3 separate regions of the Zea mays genome follow, and regions 2 and 3 are each linked to region 1. Evidence: chromatin contacts called from public Hi-C data. All regions are on one chromosome and are shown on one strand. Each heading gives the region's core, a stretch centred on a gene start, on an enhancer-like site or on the middle of the called end of the contact. The rest is flanking DNA. Distances are from core to core; before and after follow the strand shown. Region 1 has its middle 14 kb from the start of LOC103640483. Region 2 holds the start of LOC100279086. Region 3 has its middle 34 kb from the start of LOC100279086.

The links. A called contact is a pair of places that touch in the nucleus more often than the background predicts.
Region 2: a contact with region 1 is called in a Hi-C map of ear, with 2.9 times the contacts expected there. The contact joins the promoter of LOC100279086 here to the enhancer-like site in region 1. A contact is called at or near these places in 3 of 25 Hi-C or Micro-C datasets (ear, leaf and tassel).
Region 3: a contact with region 1 is called in a Hi-C map of ear, with 1.9 times the contacts expected there. The contact joins two enhancer-like sites. A contact is called at or near these places in 2 of 25 Hi-C or Micro-C datasets (ear and leaf).

What each region holds. Positions count from the first base shown.
Region 1 is chr1:164,413,419-164,416,118 of Zm-B73-REFERENCE-NAM-5.0, reverse strand. No RefSeq gene overlaps it. Among protein-coding and RNA genes, the nearest start is that of LOC103640483, 14 kb to the right of the region's middle. Within about 2 kb of position 1,323, at least 17 of the 20 cell types and tissues checked have an H3K27ac peak or open chromatin away from gene starts, as enhancers often do. A contact at or near this core is called in ear, leaf and tassel, where this site is marked.
Region 2 is chr1:164,559,918-164,562,617 of Zm-B73-REFERENCE-NAM-5.0, reverse strand. LOC100279086 reads right to left here and starts at 1,262. Exons shown (of 2, transcript NM_001152136.2): 1 at 988-1,262; 2 at 1-790. The coding sequence starts at 1,086. The coding sequence ends at 242.
Region 3 is chr1:164,593,935-164,596,634 of Zm-B73-REFERENCE-NAM-5.0, reverse strand. No RefSeq gene overlaps it. Among protein-coding and RNA genes, the nearest start is that of LOC100279086, 34 kb to the right of the region's middle. Within about 2 kb of position 1,299, at least 17 of the 20 cell types and tissues checked have an H3K27ac peak or open chromatin away from gene starts, as enhancers often do. A contact at or near this core is called in ear and leaf, where this site is marked.

The DNA of each region.
Region 1 (2,700 bases), core at 74-2,573:
TGCTTAACATCACTGACCATATATTTATTTCTTGCTAATTTGTAGTTGGTCTTAAGATAGTGTCATCGAGCAACCACAATCATGATAATAATGTCAATGAATCGCAGTCACAATAGGGTTCTTTACCATCTGTTAATGACTCCAAAGCAGTTAGAGGAAATGCGGAAGTGGAAGAGATTGAAGTTTCTGATGATGAAGACCAGGAAGGTGGTGTTGGTTCAAAGAGAAGTTGACTTCAGCCGTTTGGAAATAATTCAAAAGGGTTAAAGTAGGGGATACAATTAAAGCAAAGACTCACCTGAATTTCTGGATTCAGTAGATCTCCGTGATTCCGTGGCTGTTGCTCCTTGGCGTGCTGGCTGGCTGGCCCAAGGGCAACAACGCAGCAACGGGGCCAACGAACAGGAGCAGCTGAGCAGGAGGATGGAGTGCTGGAGGTGAGAGGCCGGCAGGGCAGCAGGCCACCGCCGCGCTGCAAGAACATGGAACGCCGAAGGAGCGCACGAAAACAGTCACTAGGCGCCAGCCTAACAGAAGCTAGGGTTAGTCGGTCCGTTGAATTGGAATGGATGAGGATCAGGGAATTTGGAATACGGACGCTGAGGTAGGGTTCCACCTGTCATATTGGGCCCCGACGGGTTGCGAGGATTGGGCGGGGGGTGGGTGGGTTGATGGAACGTACCCTGCCCCATCGAGATTGGTTTTTGCCTATATCTTTCACCGCGGGGAGTATTTTCACCCGGTCTCCTAATGGCTTGTTTGGATACCATAGTATTCACCACAATTCATATGAGTTAAGGAGTATTGGGGTGTAAATTAAACTAATTTACACCCAATCCTCATCAACTCATATGTATTGGGTTGAGTACTAGGGTACCCAAATATAGTCTAATGGAGGAATTCCTCGCTAGGGATCGGGGAATGGGGCCCATTGCCCTCCCTACTTGTTGACGTAATGTACATGGTATTTTTAATTTAAGCTTTCATTATCGAAAAAATGTACTGGTAGACACTGCTACTAAAATTGACTTTTTATTGATTTGAATGTGGCTCAGAATAGCATGCTGTTAAGTTCAATACGGGGTATCTGCTAGTAGCTGCAGAAGATAGATAAGATCATAGTCATAGATGGTACTAGTAGTCGTATAAGATAGAGGAAATGGCCTGCTCATCACTACGCTTGTCAACAGCTCTCACCTGCTCTGTTTTTTTCCCTCCGTGAATCGGAGAAGTCCCTCTTTGCACCCGGCTAGGTGCGAACGGCGATTCCTGGCGCTCTGTTCCGCTTCCGCGGCATGTACATGTACATAGCGGGGAGCGAGCGCCACGCCATGGCCACGGCCACGGCCAGGATGAACTAGGGAATCCTGCCCATAAGTGCATAACGGGTGCAAGTGTGAAATGTGCTTTCTGGCCCAAATAGACATATACTTCTTGGGCTGGAATGCCATGTTAAGACCACACTGACTGTGACCTCTATGGCTTTTTTTAAGGCCGTGGACCGTGGGTATCGTCCAGGCAGGCTGTGCATAGTTCAAACATTGCCAATAAAAGGGATGAATGATACTCTCTCTGCCCTAAATTGAATTTCGTTTCAGGAAATTAATATATTTGATGTATGTGTTTTATATATGTGTCTATATTCATCATCATTAATATGAATATAGACATAAAACCAAGAGTGAAAACTAATACTATTTTGAGACGGAAGGAGTAGTTTGTTGGCGAAGGCTTTAACGGGCCACCGGGTGAATCTTATGCCATGTTTGTTTCCCTAGCTTTTGTATCTCTCATATCGAATGTTTAGATGCTAGATAGTCTAATTATAAACTAATTACACGATGAGGACTAAACGATAACACAAATTTATTAAATCTAATTAGTTCATGGTTCGAACATGTGAAGCTATCTTCTATAGTGGTGTACATGTAGAAAACTTGTTCATCTAACTTGTTTTTGTAGGATATGATATGAATGGTATGGCCTTAATGTCATGTGATGATCTGGCATTAACTTTTGTGAATGCCTGCGTGCTGCAAAGTAACACAACCAGGTTGAGGTTGTTTCATTATTGTATAACGACCTATGTCCATATGTGATTTTTTTGAAGGATTCTTCATGTAACTCATTTACTAGCTATTAGATATAGTAGCCTTGTATAGTTTTGTTGGAAACCATAATTAGGGGTACCCCCAAGACTCCTAATTTCAGCTGGTAACCCCCATCAGCACAAAGCTGCAAAGGCCTGATGGGCGCGATTAAGGTCAAGGCTCAGTCCACTCAAGGGACACGATCTCGCCTCGCCCGAGCCCAGCCTCGGGCAAAGGCAGCCGACCCCGGAGGATTCACGTCTCGCCCGAGGGCCCCCTCAAGCGACGGACACACCTTCGGCTCGTCCGAGGCCCAATCTTCGCGGAGAAGCAACCTTGGCCAGATCGCCACGCAAACCGACCGTATCGCAGGAGCATTTAATGCAAGGATCGACTGACACCTTATCCTGACGCGCGCTCCTCAGTCGATAGAGCCGAAGTGACCGCAGTCACTTCGCTGCTCCACTGAGCGACCTGACAGGAAAACAGCGCCGTCTGCCCCGCTCCAACTGTTGTGCCACTCGACAGAGTGAGGCTGACAGCAGCTAAGACCAGCCTCGGGCGCCATGGGAAGCTCCGCCTCGCCCGACCCAGGGCTCGGACTCAGCCT
Region 2 (2,700 bases), core at 13-2,512, 150 kb before region 1:
TCAGGATTAGGATGCACTCATTAACTGCAGGCCTTCTTCCCGGACTCCATTGGCCACGGCTAGGACATATAGCAAACACAAAGGGCAAAAAAAAAAGGAATAGATAGATAAAAAAAACACTAGTGGCTAGTACGTACTGCTGCTCCTACAAGCTACAACACAAACGCAACCTGGTACAGCTAGCGACATGGACATCGACATGGACGGCGGCGAGCAGCGCGCTGCAGGCCTGCAGCTTCACTCATGTCATCCTCAGGCTGAGGTACTGCTGGCACTGCGCCAGCCACGGCGCGTGCTGCTGCCTCATCACGCCGTCGCCTTCTCCTCCAAGGTCGAACGCAACGGCCCTCTGGCACGCCGCCGCCGCCGGCCCGTCGTCGGAGTAGTACTCGGCCGACGAAGGCGGCGGCGACGACAGGGCGCTCGCGCCGGAGCAGTCGGACCCGAACGGCGAGGAGCCGCCGCCGGCGGCGGCGGCGTCGTTGTTGTCGCGCTGCTGCCGCTCTGCTAATTGCCTCCGGCGCCTGTTGCTCTTGCGCCGGCCGCCGCCGGCTGCGCAGCGCCCGCCGACGGCCAGCGTCAGCTCCAGCTCCGCGCCGGCGGCGTCCGACTCCTCGTCGGCGCTGACGATGTACTCGTCGGCTGGCAGCTGCAGGTCCAGCGCCCGGCGCGGCTGCTTGCTGCGCCGGCCGGCGGTCGTCAGCAGCAGCGGCTCGTCGTCGTATCGGGTCGTTATTAGGTCGCTCATCAGCTCCCTCTGTATGCGGTACAGGCGGTGCAGCTCGTGAACCTGATCAGACGATAAGACGGTTAGTTGCCAAGAACAATGGCGATAATCCATTCCACGATCGATCAGTAGCAGCAGCAGTTTCTACTTCTCTTCCTTTCCAGGATGATGTGTGAAATATATTAGACAAGTAGCGACGGTGTGAAGGACAGCAGGAGAAAGAAGAAGAAGAAGCCGAAGTTTCTCGGCGCGCGCTTTACCTGCTGCCGGAAGGTCTCTTCGTGCTTGAGCATGGCCATCCTCATGACCTCCATGTCGCATTGCCTGACGAGCTGCCTGTCCATCATCATCATCATCATAGCTATATATATCCGCGCGCTCTCCGTTCCTGCTCGAGCTTGGCTCTCGATCCCGGCCGGTCACCAGATTCTTCAGTGCCGAGCTGGCGCTGGAACTATGCGCGGCGCAACGACACACGAAGCTGTTTGAAAGAGAGAGCAGGCCGGAGCGCAGGTGTTGCGGTGGTGGGTTTCTGAAACCTTGGGGTGGCAGGAGGAGCGGATTTATAAACACCATCTCCACTCTCCAGGGCTCCTCCATCCAACGCGCATGGGGTGCCTTTCCGAGTTTCCGTTCCGTCGCTAGTAGAGTAGTAGTAGACACTAGGGGGGGAGGAGGGATTAAAAATTTTGCACGCGCCCCCCTCTCCTCCTCCAACCCTGGCAGGCTAGCTAATGACACACTGTCAGTGTCACCACTCGCTCGCTTGCTAAGCAATGGCATGCAGTGCCCCGCGCAGAGCAGACAGGGCCTGCAGGAGTCCAGTTTAATCTTCTTCTACCTCGCCACCCCATGCACGCGCGGGGGCCCACGTGCATGCATGGACTGGACGGACACAAACTGCAACTGCAACTGGTACTGCGAACCAGGAGAGGAGCCGAGAGCTTGCATCTCAAACAGTGCACGCACTTTGTGTGCGATGCAGTGTACATGTGTGCCATGATCATCATTGCTCTGTGTGTGCAGTTTGTTTAGTGATGTTTCGCTCTCCTGTCATGCGTGCAAGCAAGTCCCTTTCTTGGACAGCTTCACTATCTAAACAACAAGATTAGTGAAGCTGCCCCTAAACACATGCCGTAAACTACTCCTCGTGAGATGTATGGGAGCTGTCAGCTAGCTTGTCACCGAAAACAAGCAAAGGGATCTCGGACGGGGGGCAGCACGCATATGAGCTCATGATGATGGTGGATGAGCGAGGATGAGCAATGGGCCGGGGGCCTCCTCTCATTCAGTGCTGCCTGCACTATTTTGCCACATCAGTGTTGCATATGTTCTGCTCTTTCTCTGGGAAAAAAAGGCGATAAAAAAATCTGGTGGCTCTGTTGCAGGAGGAGCAAGTCAGCTAAGGAGGCAGCAACAAAGGCCGGTTGGAACTTGGAAGGGGTGGCGGGGGGGTGGACGCAGAGTTGCAGAGACGACCCCATTGACAAGAACCATGGAGCATGCATGTCTGCGCAACAACGCTGAGAAAAAAAAACTGATTTGATATCGCCACTATCGCAACGCACGCGCAGTTGCTTCGTCGTCAGGCAAATCGCAGTTACTCGCTGTGGAGGAATGGATTCAAGTCTGATTGCATGGTGTGTTGCTGCAGCGAATTACTCCGGTTGTCGATGACGTCAGTACGTAGAAGATTATGCTTAATCGCAGCAACGGCGGATCCATTAGCCGGCGGCGGTGGTGCTCGCTGTTCATCAGTGGTGTGATGAGGTAATTAACTAAAAAGCCAAATCAAGGAAGGGCCGATGGGCGGACGTGGATGGATGGATGGATGGGCCGATGGGAGGACGAGACAGCGCGCGGCGCACGCCTTGCCGGCGGAGGGAGGCGCAGCCGTACGCTGCGATAGGCCCCACGCACGACGACGGAGACGGAGACGGAGAGACAGGCCGGGAAAGAGACTTCCTTCTTTC
Region 3 (2,700 bases), core at 50-2,549, 180 kb before region 1:
GACTGATTAGTGCAAACACAGGCGGCCCACAACGTCGAACGAATGGATTACAACAGAGACCCGACTTTCCCGCGCTGAAGCCCTCATGCAACAGAGCCATGCGAGGATAAGTCGGCGAAGGTTACGTAGGGATAAACTCAAGAGGTTCACTATCTTTTAGCTACTCGTTGCTATCATATCATATGTACTGCCCCACGGTCGAATATATAAGGCCTAGGGGGCACCCCTTCAGATCGATCGACCCTATTCTACTTAGCCACCCACAAAAACTCTCTGCACCCACAAAAATCTATATGGTGCATTGCGTATGTGGGCCCAGTGTGGTCACATGGCATGACATATGACAACACTAGACACACAGACGTGACTAAGGGGGGAAGATTCCTGGATTGGGGTTGACCGACGAGAACGTCGTCTTCTAAGGAGGGTGGATTGTGATATCCTGGCCTCTGAGATGGTGATATCCTGGCTCAAGCCTTAATAGAATTAATAGAGTATTCATATCAACAAGGTGCATCTTTTTTTTCGGAAGTCTATCTCAAAAAAAACCTCCAAATTAAGTGTGCTTGGCTTGGAGCAATTTGGGATGGATGACCGATCGGGAAGTTTTCTTGGATACGCATGAGTAAAGACAAAGTGCGCATAAAAGATTTGTATTGGTACGTGAGGACAATATATAATACTAAAGAGTTGCTAGAAATAAGTACCACTGGTACAGAGATTGGACGGGGTGTTACATGAACTTAGCCTTATATCCGACCGGATTAAGGACAGCTATCAGACATAGGGCTGGTCGTCAAAATTTTCTCTATTTGCTGTTATGTAGGATGAGGTCCAGAGACTAGGGACGCACCGGCGGTGTCGTCTTCCTAGGGATAGTAATGGATGATGGATTACAATTCAAATATTTTTTTATGATTTATTTAAACTCTCAATTAATTTTAGTTAAAAAAATAAATAGATACCATTAGCATTATCAGCCCTGCGTACTCTCTCCAATAACCCGTCTTGTCGAAGCAGAAAGAGGTTGGGGATGGAGACGGTGCGGTAGGGAGCCGATGAGCCGCGGTCGCCATGCAGGTCAGAGATCGGAGATGAGGAGGGGTGCGGCCGTCCGGCTCTCAAGCACGTACGGTATGACACACATGGACGGAGCAGCAGAGGCGGCGGAGGAAGCCAGCGCCACTGCTCGCACGTGGGCGATGGTGCCCACAAGGAAGAGCTCCAGGGACCACGGTCCACAGGATGTACTCGGACTCGGAGACGTTAGAATAAAGATATTCTGGGCCAGGCCCGTGTAGGCGTCTCAAGAGAATGGGTGTGCTCGGCCTCGGCTTCTTCTTCTCTGCAGGCTCCCAGCCACTTAGGCCCGAACCGACAACCGGCCCACTATTTTAGTTGGAAGTGTATTAGTGACTCCTCTTATTTTCTTATTTTTCTCCAATAAGATAATGAAGTGCCTCTCCTCTCCCCTCTCCTTCCTTCCTCCATGACGACATCTGCAAATTCTAAGCTCATCTAAACTGTCGTCTCAGATTTTCCTGTTGGTCTACCGAGAGAGGCCATCCATGACAAACAACAAAAGTAGATATGGAGATAATAGATCATCTTGGCGTCCATTAGGGCTTGTTCTATTAGAATGGATTAAAAGGGATTGGCAAGGATTAGTACCTTACTCATCAAAATTAAATAGAGGGATTTCATTCCTTTCAGTCCCTTCAGCATGCAACCGAACAAGGTCTTAAGTGGATTGAGTAGTACGCAGATGTCATGCCATACATGACACACCGCACTCACTCACTTTGGAAGCCTAGCTTGTTCATAAAAACGTCAACGGATCGATATAGACAAAATATTGTAGAAGTTATGACTGCAGCGAACATAGATGAAAGCCACAGCAAGCAGCATCGAGCATGCATTATAGTTAGTGCTAGGAATTGGGCCGGCTCGGCCCGGCTCAAGTCTATCGTGCTTCGTGTCAAATGGGTTCGGGCCAAGAAACTCTAATTTTTTTTGGACCGTGCCATACCAACCGAAGTTTAAAACAGTGGTCCGGCTCGGCCCTAAATTATGTCGTGCTTCGTTGGACCGTGCCCGGCCCAAGCCCGACCTATATATTTGATCACATAAAATTAAAATATTACAACCATGTAAAATTCATAGCTTACTAAATTAAAGATATTAAACAATGCTAGCATTATTTGACCACATAAAGTCCAAATATCACAACAATATAAAACCTATAACTTAATAAATTAAAGAAATTAAACAACATAGACTTTATTGGGCCGTGTCGGCCTAAACCCGGTCCATCTGTACGGACCGTGCTGGGGCCCGATGGGCTAGAATTTAAGACCCGGCCTAGACTCGTCTTCATGTCGTGCTAGCCTAGTGCATATTTTTTCGTGTCGGGTCGTACTTTAGGCTCCTACTTTTGCGTCGTACTCGTGACATATTCACAGGACTAATTATAGTACGTACGCAAGCACTCAAAGGCTATTAGTGCATTATCAGTAATCATTCTTCCAGGAAGAAAGGCACTTTGGTTGAAAGACAAATGATATCGTGTAGGACAGGTCGATCAGAGCCGATTCATCAAGCATTCAGACACCACCCTTACAGATAACGTTACAAATGCTTATCGGTCTGTGCCCTTGAAGTTTACTTGGACGTTGAGGTTTTCGGAATGAGAACTATACA